Regions from separate parts of the Sus scrofa genome. Here all the other regions are linked to region 2. Evidence: chromatin contacts called from public Hi-C and promoter capture Hi-C data. All regions are on one chromosome and are shown on one strand. Each heading gives the region's core, a stretch centred on a gene start, on an enhancer-like site or on the middle of the called end of the contact. The rest is flanking DNA. Distances are from core to core; before and after follow the strand shown. Region 1 holds the start of XPA (DNA repair protein complementing XP-A cells). Region 2 overlaps TRMO (tRNA methyltransferase O). Region 3 has its middle 23 kb from the start of XPA.

Region 1 (4,467 bases), core at 1,308-3,807, 200 kb before region 2:
ATGCAAATAGGCGTTCCCATTGTGGCTGGGTGGTTAACAAACCCACTAGCATCCATGAGGACAAGGGTTCGATCCCTGCCCTTGCTCTGTGGGTTAAGGATCTGCCATTGCCATGAGCTGTGGTGTAGGCTGCAGATGTGGCTTGGATCTGGCATTGCTGTGGCTGTGGTGTAGGCTGGCAGCTGCAGCTCCAATTCGAACCCTAGCCTGGGAACCTCCATATGTCATGGGTGCAGCCCTAATAAGACAAAAAAAAAAAAAAAAGAGAGAGAAAAGATATGCAAATAGCCAATGACCACAAGAAAGTTCTCATTATCATTGGCAATTAGGAAAGTACAAACTAAAACTATAATGAAATACCACCACTCCCACCAGCATACCCAAAAAGAAATACATAAAAAACTGATTCACTTTGCCGTACACCTGAAGCTAATAAAATATTTTAAGTCAACTACACGCCAATAAAATTTTTTAAAATATAAAAATAAGGGGATTAGAGTATAAGTACTGTTTCTGTTAACAGTACTTCTCATACTACCTTTTTATATATCCCTCCACTAGACTGAACCATTTTTCTCTAATTCTGAAAAATAATTAAGCATTCCGTGAATTTTGCTGAATGGATAGAAATGGATGAATGTACCAAAATATGATTCTGATTTCATGAAGTGTAGCAAATGATCAGAATGACTATGAGTGCAATGAGAATTAAGGGAAACTGGAATAATCAAGATGATAATTTGATCAGGATCCTGAACAATGCTAAAATATGCCAAAAACAAAGCCCAGTTTCTCTCTACTCTTATGCCTTGCTATGCCCCCCAGGCCCTTAACACTACTCTTAGCAACATATTCTAAGCAACTTCTCATCTTTTTTCATGGCTTATGTCATACCACACACAGAAAGTGGAAATTATACAGTACATTGAAATAAAAGTACTACAAAGATAAAAATCTCGGCTCTTGAAGCACTGCAGGTTGCATACACTGTTACAGCACAATTTGGTTCTTTGGTAAATGCCCAGGAAATCTTAAAAAATATTCATACTACCTTGCTTTCCATTATCAGAAGTTTAATACCAGTTTATGCTCTATTTTGTACCCCTGTTCCACAGCCATTTAGTACAAGTCTTGAAACCTTTATGGAATCATAAATATGAATTTATCAATGCAAATGAACAATTTTTTGCATTGAGACCAGAACCATTAAAAGTGGCTAGGGTTTTCAGATTCAGTGTCAGTATGAATCTCAAGACACCCAGCTAGCTCTTTTCACTCTTCCTTACTCCTGGCTGATGAAAGGGTTAAGTAGATGATACAGTTTTGTGTTCAACTGCTCACACACTACACAGTTGGTTGAGGAACACAGGTGCTTCGTGTCATGGAGGCAGTCCTAAAGAATCACATGTCAATCAAACTATATTTTAGGTACCATGGAGAAGACTACCACTTGATCCCAGTGGAGAGTTATATGATAAACACATACATGATAAGCAAATAGACAAATGCACAGCCAAGGGCTGTCCTAATAAAGGGAAGATGAAATCCAGACAAGAATAACACAAGAATAACAGCCTTTCTTCCTAAGGGTGAGAGAAATGCTTAGTATAGCAAAGGAAGCTGGTGAACAAGACCTTGAACCGAGGGTCAGATGACCTGAGTTCTAGTCCAGATTAGCCTTTGCACTTGCTGAGACGAACCTGAGCAAACCTCTGTCGCTTTCTGGCGCTCAATTATCTCCTCAGTAAAACATGGATACCAAACCCTGCCCTAATTATTTTCAGGTTAGCTGTGAGAGCCAAATTAGCTACTTGGAAACTTTGACACACAACAGTTGTCACTCGGTTAGCCCCACGGAGTCAGTAGCTAATGTCTGTTTGCTCCTCTCTGCGCCCAGCACGTAGCAAGCACTGTGTGCCAATTAGGGAATATGCACTCAATCACCCTGCGTTAAATGGATGAATAAGGAAGCAGGTGCAGGATTACTAAAATGTGTTACGAGGTCTAAAAGCTTTATACAAAGACCATCCCGGGACTGGTGGAAGCTGCAGGCAGAGAACAGAAAAGGAGAACGGAGACATTGCCTGGCTCCTCCCGACAGCGAGGGCGGCGGCATCCCCAAGCCAAGGACGGCCGCTGGACCGCCCAGGTGCCGTGAGGCAAGGCCAGGGCTGGGAGTCAGAAGTCGCCCTGTGGTCTTGGACACCCCGCTGTGACAAGGCCAGCTGAGCTGAATCCCTCCGAGGACTGCGGGGGAGGGTCTGGTCGCCACACCAAGGACGGGGCCCCAGGTCCGCCAGGAGAGAGATGGGGCAGACGCCGCTAGGGTCCAAACCTCCGGTAGCCGCAGCCGTCGTCGCTGGGTAAGGCCGGGCCGCCAGCCGGGCCTGGCGCAACATCAGCGCCCGCTGCCGCTTACGCTCGATGTTCGCCCGCACTGAGGCAGGCAGCTCCGCCGGCTGTTCTGAAGCCGCCGGCTGAGATGAAGACCCTTCAGCAGCCGCCATGTCCAACCTCCCCAGAAGACTGTGGCAATAGCCCCCACGCAGGCGCATTGAAACGCCAAAGCTGGTCGAGGCCCCGCCTCCGCGCTGGCGGTAGGGAGCGCGCCTGCGCATTTTGAGAAGGACTTGCAGAAAGGAGCGGTAGTTGGAATCTGCGCAAGCGTCAGAGCGGAGTTTACTTGTTGGCTTTGTAACTCTGAAGTCGCCGGCTGGTTCCAAGATCAGTGTTCAGGACCCAGTCATCTTTAAAATAATAGCTTCGCTTGGTGGTTCAGCACATGGGCATTGGAGTCAGACTTGGATGAAATCTTAGTTCTGACACTTGCCATCTGCGTGGCCTTCAGTAAGTCACTTACCCTGAGTTCAGTTTCAACAGTAGTAAAATGAGGATAATTACAGAACCACTTAATAGAGTTGTTGAGAAAATTAGATGTAGTCTTTCCGCACAATGCCTGGCACATAGAAAGCTTCCCAAAATGATGGCAGTTAGTAGTAACAGTAGTTTCAATCAAAAGAAATCAGCGGATGATTGGTATGACTACTTTGAAATTCTGGCCTAGACAGAGTCATAGATTTGAAATGAGAACACCTGGGTTTAAACTCTGGGTGACAAAAGGCAAAGGCAGCACCAATTACCAAAGCTGGTATGCGTAAGTTTGGCTAACTTTTCCATGGAATATTTCTAGAGTGTGGATGAACTTACTTTGGATTTGAGCTAAACCCTGACTTCCCAAAAGTGTGGCAAATGAAGCAAAATAAATATGGCATGCTTTCCTAAAAATGTATTTTTTTATGACAATAAAACTTAATTGAAGCCAGAAAACATTAAGTTCTAATTACCACTTATACCATTGGGACTAGTTCTTAGAACAAACTGGCCCACTGGATAATACCTAACATTCACAGTTTGAGAAGCACAACCTAGTGGTTTTAGTCAATCAGTTATATGTATATCTAAGCTGGAGGACCTTCTATAGAGTAAATAAGTGCTGCGATCTCCTAGTTGAACTGGAGACAGATTTCAAACCATCCCTACTCCTTTTCCCCTCAAATTCCTCTCGCTCCCTATCCATTGATCTTGTCCCATGATAAAATCTCAAGTTTCATATGATAACGAAAGCACAAACAGGATAAAATTAGATAAATTAACTTAATAAAAATTAGTGACTTTTGGAGTTCCCGTCGTGGCTCAGTGGTTAACGAATCCAACTAGGAACCATGAGGTTGCGGGTTCGGTCCCTGGCCTCCCTTAGTGGGTTAAGGATCTGGCATTTGCTGTGAGCTGTGGGTGTAGGTCGCAGACACGGTTCGGATCCCGAGTTGCTGTGGCTCTTGCGTAGGCTGGCGGCTACAGCTCTGATTAGACCCCTAGCCTGGGAACCTCCATATTCAGCCCTAGAAAAAGGCAAAAAGACAAATAAATAAATAAATAAGTAAATAAGTAGTAAGTTTTGCACATCAAAGGATACTATCAAAAAAGTGAAAAGACAATTCACAGAATGGGAGAAAATGTGTGCAAATCATATACAGGTTTCCATGCCCCCATACAAAAGTAGAGCATTCCTTGTAAATTGGTACAACGACTATGGAAAAGAGTATGGAGGATCCTCAGAAAACTAAATATAGAACTACCATATGATCCAGCATATACCTGGGCATATACCCAAACAAAATTTTCATTCAGAAAGATACATGCACCCCTATGTTCACTGCAGCACTATTCACAATAGCCAAGACATGGAAACAACCTAAATGTCCATCAGTAGATGAATGGATGCAGACGATGTGGTACATATACACAATGGAATACTACTTGGCCATAAAAAGGAACAATGTCATTTGCAGCAACATGGATGGAACTAGAGAGTCTCATACTAAGTGAATTAAGTTAGAAAGAGAAAGACAAATACCATATATCACTTATATGTAGAATCTAAAATATGGCACAGGAAGTTCCTGTTGT
Region 2 (4,483 bases), core at 305-2,804:
ATGTTCCTGGACCTAAACCTTCAGTCCTCTGTGAGGTGCATCTCCTGGAACACACAAGGGCAGAGAAGGGGCAGACAGCAGAATAGTGAGGATGCTGGGAAGTCATGCAGTGGCTACCTAGATGAGGAACCTTATTGTCAATAATGACCAAAAATCCCTATTATATTTCACTGAGCTTTAATCCTTAATCCTTATGGCTTACCTCTTCTCTGTCACAGAGGTAGAACTTCCGTTAAAAATTTCACACCATGATTACAATTCTACTTTTTTTTTTTTTCTTTCTGTCTCTTTAGAGCCAAACCCACGGCATATGGAGGTTCTCAGGCTAGGGGTCCAATTGGAGCTGTAGCTGCCAGCCTACGCCAGGAACAAAGCAACACGGGATCTGAGCTGCGTCTACAACCTACACCACAGCTCACGGCAACATCGGATCCTTAACCCACTGAAAAAGGCCAGCGATCAAACCTGCATCCTCATGGATGCCACTCAGGTTTGTTAACCGCCATGACAGGAACTCCCAATTCTACTTTCTTATAAAAGAAAGGGAGACTACTGTGAAATACCTGGGCTGAAATCAGGAAAGAAGGTGGGAGAGAAAGGGTGCTAAAAAGGATCATACATAAGAAAGGGACTGAGCGGGGACCTGCAATGAAGGTGGCTCCTGGTATGTGTGCAACCTCAGGAGGAAAAGCCAGGTAGGCAGGTGGCATCTTGTCACTGGGTCCTTAAGGTGGGAGAGGGAGCACTTGGTGATAATTCCCTTAGCAAAATATCCTGTAACTTGCTAAAACAAGTCCTTTAAAAAAAATTTCTGTCATGATAATAATAATAAAACAAGGCCATGCATACATGAGATTTTAGGGACCCTGGATTCTCCTGAGTCTGCATGTCTAGCCAGGTAAGCCAGAGCACAGTGGCAGAGAAATGGTGTTGATGCTGACAGGCATAATTTTAAAATGACCTACATTTACAGACCATGGAAGAGTTTAAAAATACTTCCCAGTGGCTCAGCTAGTTAAGGATCCAGCATTATCACTGCTGCGGCTCTGGATACTTCTGTGGTACAGGTTTGATCCCTGGCCTGGGAATTTCCACATGCCACAGGTACGGCCAAAAAGAAGAAGAAAAAGAAAATACTTCCCCAAGTAGCATCCTGGTAACAGTTCTGTGAGGTCAGGAAGTAGAGACAGAAGCAGTGACTCCCTCAGGGTCACACAGCTAGCACAGTGCAGAGCAGAGAGTGGCACGTTTTCTGAGGCACCTCCCACACTGCTTCTGAGGAGGTTCCAGGCAGAACCAGCGGGAATGGGCAGTTCTGCCCTGATTCCTCTCCCTGCTCTCCATTTAGTGACTGGATTCCCATGAACATCGCTCTAAGTGAAGCAGCCGGAGCTTCTGCAGCATATGGAGCTGCCCACCCTCAAACAAAGCAGCTTGGTTTGCTCAGCATCTGCACCTGCAGCATCTGCATCTGCAGATGGGGGAGGCAAGCTGGGGAGGGAACCAACTCTGAAGCCAGGCTGCATGCACTGAAACCCTCGCTGCTTGGCTGACCAGCTGTGTGAGCTTGAGCACGTGACTTAACCTCTGATCAATGCAGAGAAAGCATTAGCCCAGTGCCAAGGACAAGCTGAAAGTTCAGGGACTACTACACATTTTCATTATTACTGAGTCCTCATCTGCCTCCTTTGGGACCATATCATAAAAATCTAACCAACAAAGTTGACAAACACGACTCATGGATTTCGTTAATGAGTCTACCTGCTTGTGCACAGCCTCCACGTGCCGGAATAACTCACCCATTATGCCAAATTACAATTTAAAAATTGAATAAATGGCACCCATCCTTCTAATCTCTTCCTGTATGTGATTGACAAGTATCAGCATTTCTTGCGGAAGTTACTGTTCTGGAAAGCCGGGGCAGGTGGGCTGAAAGCCAAAATTACCTAAACAGCTTGAACTGGAGTTTATCGCCAAGCTGGTGAAAGCTATCAAGGGCTCCCCCTACAGGCACCAAAAAGCAAAAGCTAAACTCTAAGATGGATGTCATTTGCATCTCTCTCTTTTGGGTTTCCAAGATGGACCAGAATAGATTTACTTTAAATGATTTCTCTTTCTGAGGGATGGAAGTTTTGTGACCCAGAGATCCAAATTTCCTCACAAGAGGACACTGAAAATACTTGTCTAGAGACAAAAGTTCAGACAGGGATTCAAGGATTGGGGGTAGGATGAGGCTTAAGAACATATTATATGAGAAAACATGGGCACCTGATCAGCTTTACCTGTGGCTGCACTAGAGGGTGGAGTTATCAGTGAACAGATATGATCTCCCATAAAGGAAGAGCACTTTAATAATGAGCTCCCTGGGCAGGGGTGAAGGGTCGTCGCTGCTGGGTTTAAGGAGGCGGAGAAGGCCAAACACTGGGAACATGGAAGAGACTAGTGAGCTGGCAGAGCACTAAGCTGAATTATATTTGGGATTTTAGTTCTAAAACCCTGAGAATGTATATTAAAACCCCAAACCACGGAACAGTCCCCTTGCTAGAAGGCTGGTTGGTACTGTCCTCAGAGTTATTTTTTCCATATTAAATATCAAAATTTGTACTTCAAGACCTGAGTCAAGGTAAACTTAGGAGAAAAGAATTCAAAATTGGAGCAAAGGGTAGACTGTACCAATGTCAACTTCCTAGTTTTAACATGATACCATAGTTATGTAAGATATTATCACGGGAATAAGCTAGGTAAAGGATACACGGGCCCTCAGCACTATTTTTGCAGCTTCCTGTGAATCTATAATTATCTCAAAATAAAAAGCTTTTAAAAATCAAATTAAAGATACTTCCCCAAGAGGTTCGAACTAACTGCAAAGACAACCCAGTTTGTTTCAGCCATGGAGTGTCATCAGCCACTAAAGACTCTGTGCAAGTATCCACAGGCAGCTGGGTTCATTTCAAAACCATGATCAATCAGCTATTAAGATTTACAGCTGTGATTAGGAAAGCCTCTGTCATGTTGACAGGTGTCTGATTTGGTTACGCTGATCATAAATCTCCAGCTGTCTGCACTCACATTGTTAAAATCACCTATAGGCAATACATTCTTGCAGCTGCTTCCCATGTGGTACTCACAGGAACCATGTACAGACTTAATTACTCTACTTATCTAACTGTAATACAACAATGTGCTTGTGTCTTCTTTCTCCACAACTACGACTTGCAACAAGAAGTGCATCCTTTTCATCTCATTCTATCACCAAAATCTAACTCTCAATCATGAAATAAACTAGTAATTAAGTTACTTTCTTGGATTTCTCAAAGTGACTTTCTTTCCTGATACAAAGACATCCAAAGAAATCTTTGAGTCTCTATTTTGGAATCAAGATTAAATATATACACATACATGTCTGTATGTGTGTGAGTCTGAAACACTGGGGTTTGAGCTTGAAAGATCTTTATAATAGCTTGGTTTTGATTTGTTAGTTTAAGATATTATAACTCAGTCTGATTTAGAATACAGAGGTCAGGCTTTTTCAAACAAAAGAAACGATATAATTGTTGAACACATCCACACACCACCCCCCCCAGCTTAAGCCCAGTTTTATCAAGTGCTAAGAACAATTGGCTTCTTTCAGAAAACATGGAGACAGCATTACCTTTGGATTCTTCAATATTAATAGATCAAAAGCAATCAGTCATACGGTGATTTCTCCAAATTTTTTCTTAGTTTTTATTAAAATACATGTTTTTCAAATAAATATTCTGAACAACCCAAGTCAATCAAAGCAATGGGATCACAAAGTGCTGCTTCTTTCTACAAGGAAGATAAATCACTGGAGTTCCCACTGTGGTGCAACGGGATCAGTGGCCTCTTGGGAGTTGTGGGATGCAGGTTCGATCCCCAGCCTGGCACAGTAGGTTAAGGATCTGGTGTTGCCACAGCTGCGGTTTGGGTCAAGACTGTGGCTCAGATCTGATCCCTGGCCCAGGAATTCCATATGCCGTAGGGTGGCCAAAAAACAAAACCAAACAAAACAAAAAAGGTACATCATTAACTTGTACAGAAAATCCAACAGCCACACCCGAAGTCAATTTAGCTGTTTTTCTGGTTTGTTTTTTTGTTTGCTTTTTAGGACCACACCCAGGCAAGGGGTCGAATCGGAGCTATAGCTGCCAGCCTATGCCACAGCCACGGTCACACAGGATCCAAGCCACATCTGCAACCTACACCACAGCTCATGGCAATGCTGGATCCTCAACCCACTGAGCGAGGCCAGGGATCAAACCCCAACCTCATGGTTCCTAGTCAGATTCGTTTCCGCTGCACCACGATGGGAACTTCAATTCATCCATTTTAAAGACGTGACGGAGGCTACTCACGATCCCAGAGACACCAAGGACTCTGCAGCGTCACTCATCTGAACAGGTTCAGAAGCTGGCTTGATCTTTAGTACCTCTGCAAAACCATCACCAAACCAGCAGGTGAC
Region 3 (4,414 bases), core at 1,854-4,353, 170 kb before region 2:
GGGAAAATAACTGGCAAGCAAGGGTGGAGATTCACTTGCTAATTCCAAGGTATAGAAAACTGAAAGTTGGCCTCTGCAAGACATGGCCCCATCCTAATCCCTGAAACCTGACTATTATCTTGTGTAGCAAAGGACTGAATATTCTCTTGCATGGCAAAAGAGGTGACTCAATTAAGAATCTTGAGAGGGAGATCTAGCCCTGGATTATTCAGACAACCCTACACGCAATCACTTGTATCCTTACAAGATAGAGAAGAGGAGGAAGAAGCAATGGCACCACAGAGATTAGAGTGATGTGGCTATAAATTAAGGAAAGCATGAGGCCACGAGAAGCTGGAAGAGGCAAGACATGCATTCTCCAGAGAGCCTCAGGAAGGAGTGAAGCCCTGCAACCCTTCGATTACAGACTTCAGACCTCCAGAACTGTAAGAGAATAAAAGTCTGTGGTTTTAACACACGAAGGCTTAGAACAAGGCTGTGGTCATTTGTTTCAGCAGCTACAAGAAACTAATACATTCGGTCACCTTTTGTTAAATTTAATTCATTTGAATTGGTAAGACATACATAAGGGTCCTCATTTTGAAAGGGTAAAAGAGGAAATCTGCCTCCTTTCCACGATCTCCAGCCACCATTTTCTTCCCATTAAATGACCATTAAATCGTGTGTGTATGTGTGTGTCACTAGAGATTTGCAAATTTCCCCAAAATAATCTGGAAGTTAGCATGTGCTCACGGAGCAATGAAAATAGACTTTATACTTGTAGACAGACAGACGTGGTTCATTCTTTTTTTTTTTTTTTTTTTTTTGTCTTTTTTGCTATTTCTTTGGGCCACTCCCGCGGCATATGGAGGTTCCCAGGCTAGGGGTCCAGTCGGAGCTGTAGCCACCAGCCTACACCAGAGCCACAGCAACACGGGATCCGAGCCACGTCTGCAACCTACACCACAGCTCACGGCAATGCCGGATCGTTAACCCATTGAGCAAGGGCAGGGACCGAACCCTCAACCTCATGGTTCCTAGTCGGATTCATTAACCACTGCGCCACGACGGGAATTCCCACATTCCAAATTCTACCACGAACACAGAGAGCTCTCTGGACAAGCTCCCCAACCTAAACGGGCTTTGGCTTCCCCTCTATAGTGGGAGTGATGATGTTTCATATCTCTAGGACTGCAGCGAGGATTAAATCAGATGACGAGGGTGAAGCTCACAGCAGAGACTGATATACAGCTGCCTAGAAAGATCCCATCTTGCAAACTACTGTCACTACTACTTGCATGGCCTGTTGGGGGCACTTCTCAGCTTAGCACTTCTCCACTTGGAATTTTGCTGACAAGCCAGAGATGGCTGCATTCTTGTCACATTCCAGGATTATTTTGGACTGTCTGTTTGTGGGTTCTTCTTTCAGTGTCGATGGAAAACCAAGGTTATATAACATCCATAAGCCAATTTTTTGAAACCCATAAAGAAAAAGTAATGAGCATTAGAGAGAAACGGATGTGCCTGGGCTACAAAGACAGGATTCTGGGCCTTCATCTGCACTGTTTCTTCACCTGCAATGATTTTGCAGTATAAAAATTCCAAAGGCAACTATGCAATAGGGCCTTAAATATAACAGAAAAACACAGGACTTAGGGAATTCCAACTCACACTTTGGCCAAGACTCTGCCACTATGTGAGTCTCAGTTTTGTTTTTTTTGTAAACATTTTTTTTTTTTTCATTTTTGGCTGCCCTGCAGCATGTGGAGCTCCCAGGCTAGGGATAACAGCCAAGCTGCAGTCGTGACCTAGGCCACAGTTGCAGCAATGCCAGATCCACGGTGCAGGGCTGGGGATCAAACCTGCATCCCAGCACTCCCAAGATGCTGCTGATCCCATTGTGCCACAGTGGGAGCTCCAAATGTTTTTAACTGAAGTATGGTTGATTTACAACAATGTTGTGTTAGCTTCAGGTGTTCATCAAGGGATTTAGTTTCAGATACACACACATACACACACGCACACTCTCTCCCTCTCTCTTTTTCAGGCTCTTTTCCTTTATAGGTTATTGCAAAATACTGAGTATAGTTTCCTGTGCTACAGAGTAGGTCCTTGTGGGTTATCTAGTCTACATATACCAGTGTTAATCCTAACCTCCTAATTTATCCCTCCACCCCCCTCCCCTTTCCCCTTTGGTAACCATAAGTTTATTTTTATGTCTGTGAGTCTATTTCTGTTCCTTAAGTTCATTTGCATCTTTTTTTTTTCTTAGATTCCACTTATAATGACATCATATGATATATTTGTCTTTCTCTGGCCCATTTCACCCAGCATAATAATTTCTAGGTCCATCCATGTTGCTGCAAATGGCAAATTTCTCCCTTTGATGGCTGAGCAATATTCATATACACGACATCTTCTCCAATGATGGACACCCAGGCTGCTTCCATGTCCTGACCACCATAAACATGCTGCAGTGAACAGTGGGGTGCATTCATCCCCCAAATGATGGTTTTCTCCAGATATATGCCCAGGAGTAGGATCGCAGGATCACATGGCAGCTCCCTTCCCAGTTTTTTAAGGAACCTCCACACTGCTCTCATTGGAAGCCTTAGTTTTTAAAATCTGTGACATGGAATAATGTGCTTTTCCCTACCTCTCTCAGAGTTGTCAGCTGGGTTCCAAAGGAAGAGCCAGAGACCAATTTAAACATTACCTACTCCATCACTTATTTTACAAATGAGGAAACAGGGTCCCAGAAAAGGCAACTTACCTGCCCAAGATTACCCAACGAGTTAGCAGCTGATCTGGGGCTGGAACTCAGCCTTCAAGAGATACCCCTTTTCTCTTTAGAAGGCTGATGAGACATATGTGATAAACCATAATAAAGCATGCGAATGTCATTTGAGGTCACTGGTCTTGATGATGGCTAGACTTAGGTCTCCCGGTTTCTTTTTCTAAAGTTCTATCCACAATGGATACAAGTCCTGATCCTCTGCCTCTGAAGGAAGGGCATGGGGTATGTGAATTACCCCGCAACTATGGGCCTCTGATCCTAATCCCCACTGGCCGGCTGCTCCTGACAGCAGTGACGTCTCCCACCCCTGTGTGCCCTTTGATCAGGTATGCGGGGAATGAGCCTGTGCATAAGTCCACTTGACCTTCTGCAGGGAGACATGGTGAAGGGGACAGGGCATGGGGAACCTTTTAGTGGCAAATGATTCTCCCCTGGCTTGGGTAAACATCCCTTAAATCAACACATAACTCTCAAATATTTGTCTCCCTGAGTTGGACTTTATTCTTTCTAAAATGTATGAAACTGCAAAACAACGTGGGAGGTTTCTAATAAATGTCTACCACTCTCCAAAATCAAATGTCTTCTTTCTTTTTACCTATCATTAAAAAAATACAACAACAAAATATACTATCTGGAGAAACAAAGCTATTTACATGGTGGTGGGACAGGGGAAGTGCTATCTGAATTAGCAGAAAGAGGCAGAAAGGAGGTTTGGCCACCTTGCCCTACAACAACTAGGGATATCCAACACTTTGTGTCCCTTCTCTCACATCTAGAGGCACCAGGAATGGATAGATAGATAGATAGACAGACAGACAGGTCAATAGATAGATAGATAAATATGATAGATAGACAAGACAGACAGATAAACACAGTAGAGTTTAAAAGAATCAATCAGTTTTCACTTGAAACAAATTAAATGGTCTAGAATCAACTATAACAGAGACCTTGGAACTACCAGTGTGTCTAATACTTTCATTTGTTTTCATGTTACTAAGTAGCATCCTTTCATTTCAGCTTAAAGAGCTCCTGCCAGCATGATGATTCTTATTCCTACCAAGCTTAACCATGATGGTTGCAAAAAGCTAATCTTCCAACCTTAGCACTCCTTCACATTTACTGGTTAGCATTTTACTGAAAGCAAGAGCCCTTTCCTCTCCTCTATGTATTCACCCACTTATTATTCATCTATTTATTATCAGTACAGATTCATAGATTCCCATTTTTTCAATGGTTTACTATTCCATATTTTCTTAATTATTTTGATGCTCAAATTATCCCATATTTGGCTAGTTGGAGCCTATTCAAGATAGTTCCCATGTCTTTTTGACTTGCCCCCCATTTTTTTTTTTTCTTTTAGCACTGCCTTACTCTCCAGCACAACAAGATACCTAGTTCATCTTGTGAAAGAAAAGCATAAAGATTGGGGTCGGGGGGGAGTGGCATTTACAGATCAATAAAGATCACTGTACATTGTCAAATTACAGATATTAACCAAGGATAATCATTCTAACTAACACTAACATAAGAAAAATGAGTATGCAGAGAAAAAAAAAGGTCTAGAAGAAAATGCTAGAAAACTAGAAGAAACTGTTGGGATTATGAGAATTTTTTTCATATTGCTTTTTTCTATATATT

What was found. Promoter capture Hi-C pulls out the DNA fragments that hold promoters and counts their contacts. Hi-C and Micro-C count contacts between places; a contact is called where the count stands out from the background.
Region 1: a promoter capture Hi-C map of liver shows a contact between it and region 2, with 7 times the contacts expected there. The contact joins the promoter of XPA here to the enhancer-like site in region 2. A contact is called at or near these places in 2 of 5 promoter capture datasets (fetal liver and liver), 9 of 47 Hi-C or Micro-C datasets (embryonic fibroblasts, heart right ventricle, liver and 4 more) and 1 of 2 datasets of contacts at active chromatin or transcription factors (alveolar macrophages).
Region 3: a Hi-C map of liver shows a contact between it and region 2, with 4 times the contacts expected there. The contact joins two enhancer-like sites. A contact is called at or near these places in 9 of 47 Hi-C or Micro-C datasets (adipocytes, alveolar macrophages, embryonic fibroblasts and 4 more) and 1 of 2 datasets of contacts at active chromatin or transcription factors (alveolar macrophages).

The regions. Positions count from the first base shown.
Region 1 is chr1:239,566,032-239,570,498 of Sscrofa11.1, forward strand. It overlaps XPA (DNA repair protein complementing XP-A cells), which reads right to left and starts at 2,558. Exons shown (of 7, transcript XR_301366.3): 1 at 2,336-2,558.
Region 2 is chr1:239,764,472-239,768,954 of Sscrofa11.1, forward strand. TRMO (tRNA methyltransferase O) reads right to left here. Exons shown (of 6, transcript NM_001243624.1): 6 at 4,193-4,483. The coding sequence ends at 4,373. Among named protein-coding and RNA genes, the nearest start is that of TRMO, 20 kb to the right of the region's middle. Within about 2 kb of position 1,555, at least 2 of the 83 cell types and tissues checked have an H3K27ac peak or open chromatin away from gene starts, as enhancers often do. A contact at or near this core is called in liver, where this site is marked.
Region 3 is chr1:239,589,483-239,593,896 of Sscrofa11.1, forward strand. No RefSeq gene overlaps it. Among named protein-coding and RNA genes, the nearest start is that of XPA, 23 kb to the left of the region's middle. Within about 2 kb of position 3,104, at least 4 of the 83 cell types and tissues checked have an H3K27ac peak or open chromatin away from gene starts, as enhancers often do. A contact at or near this core is called in liver, where this site is marked.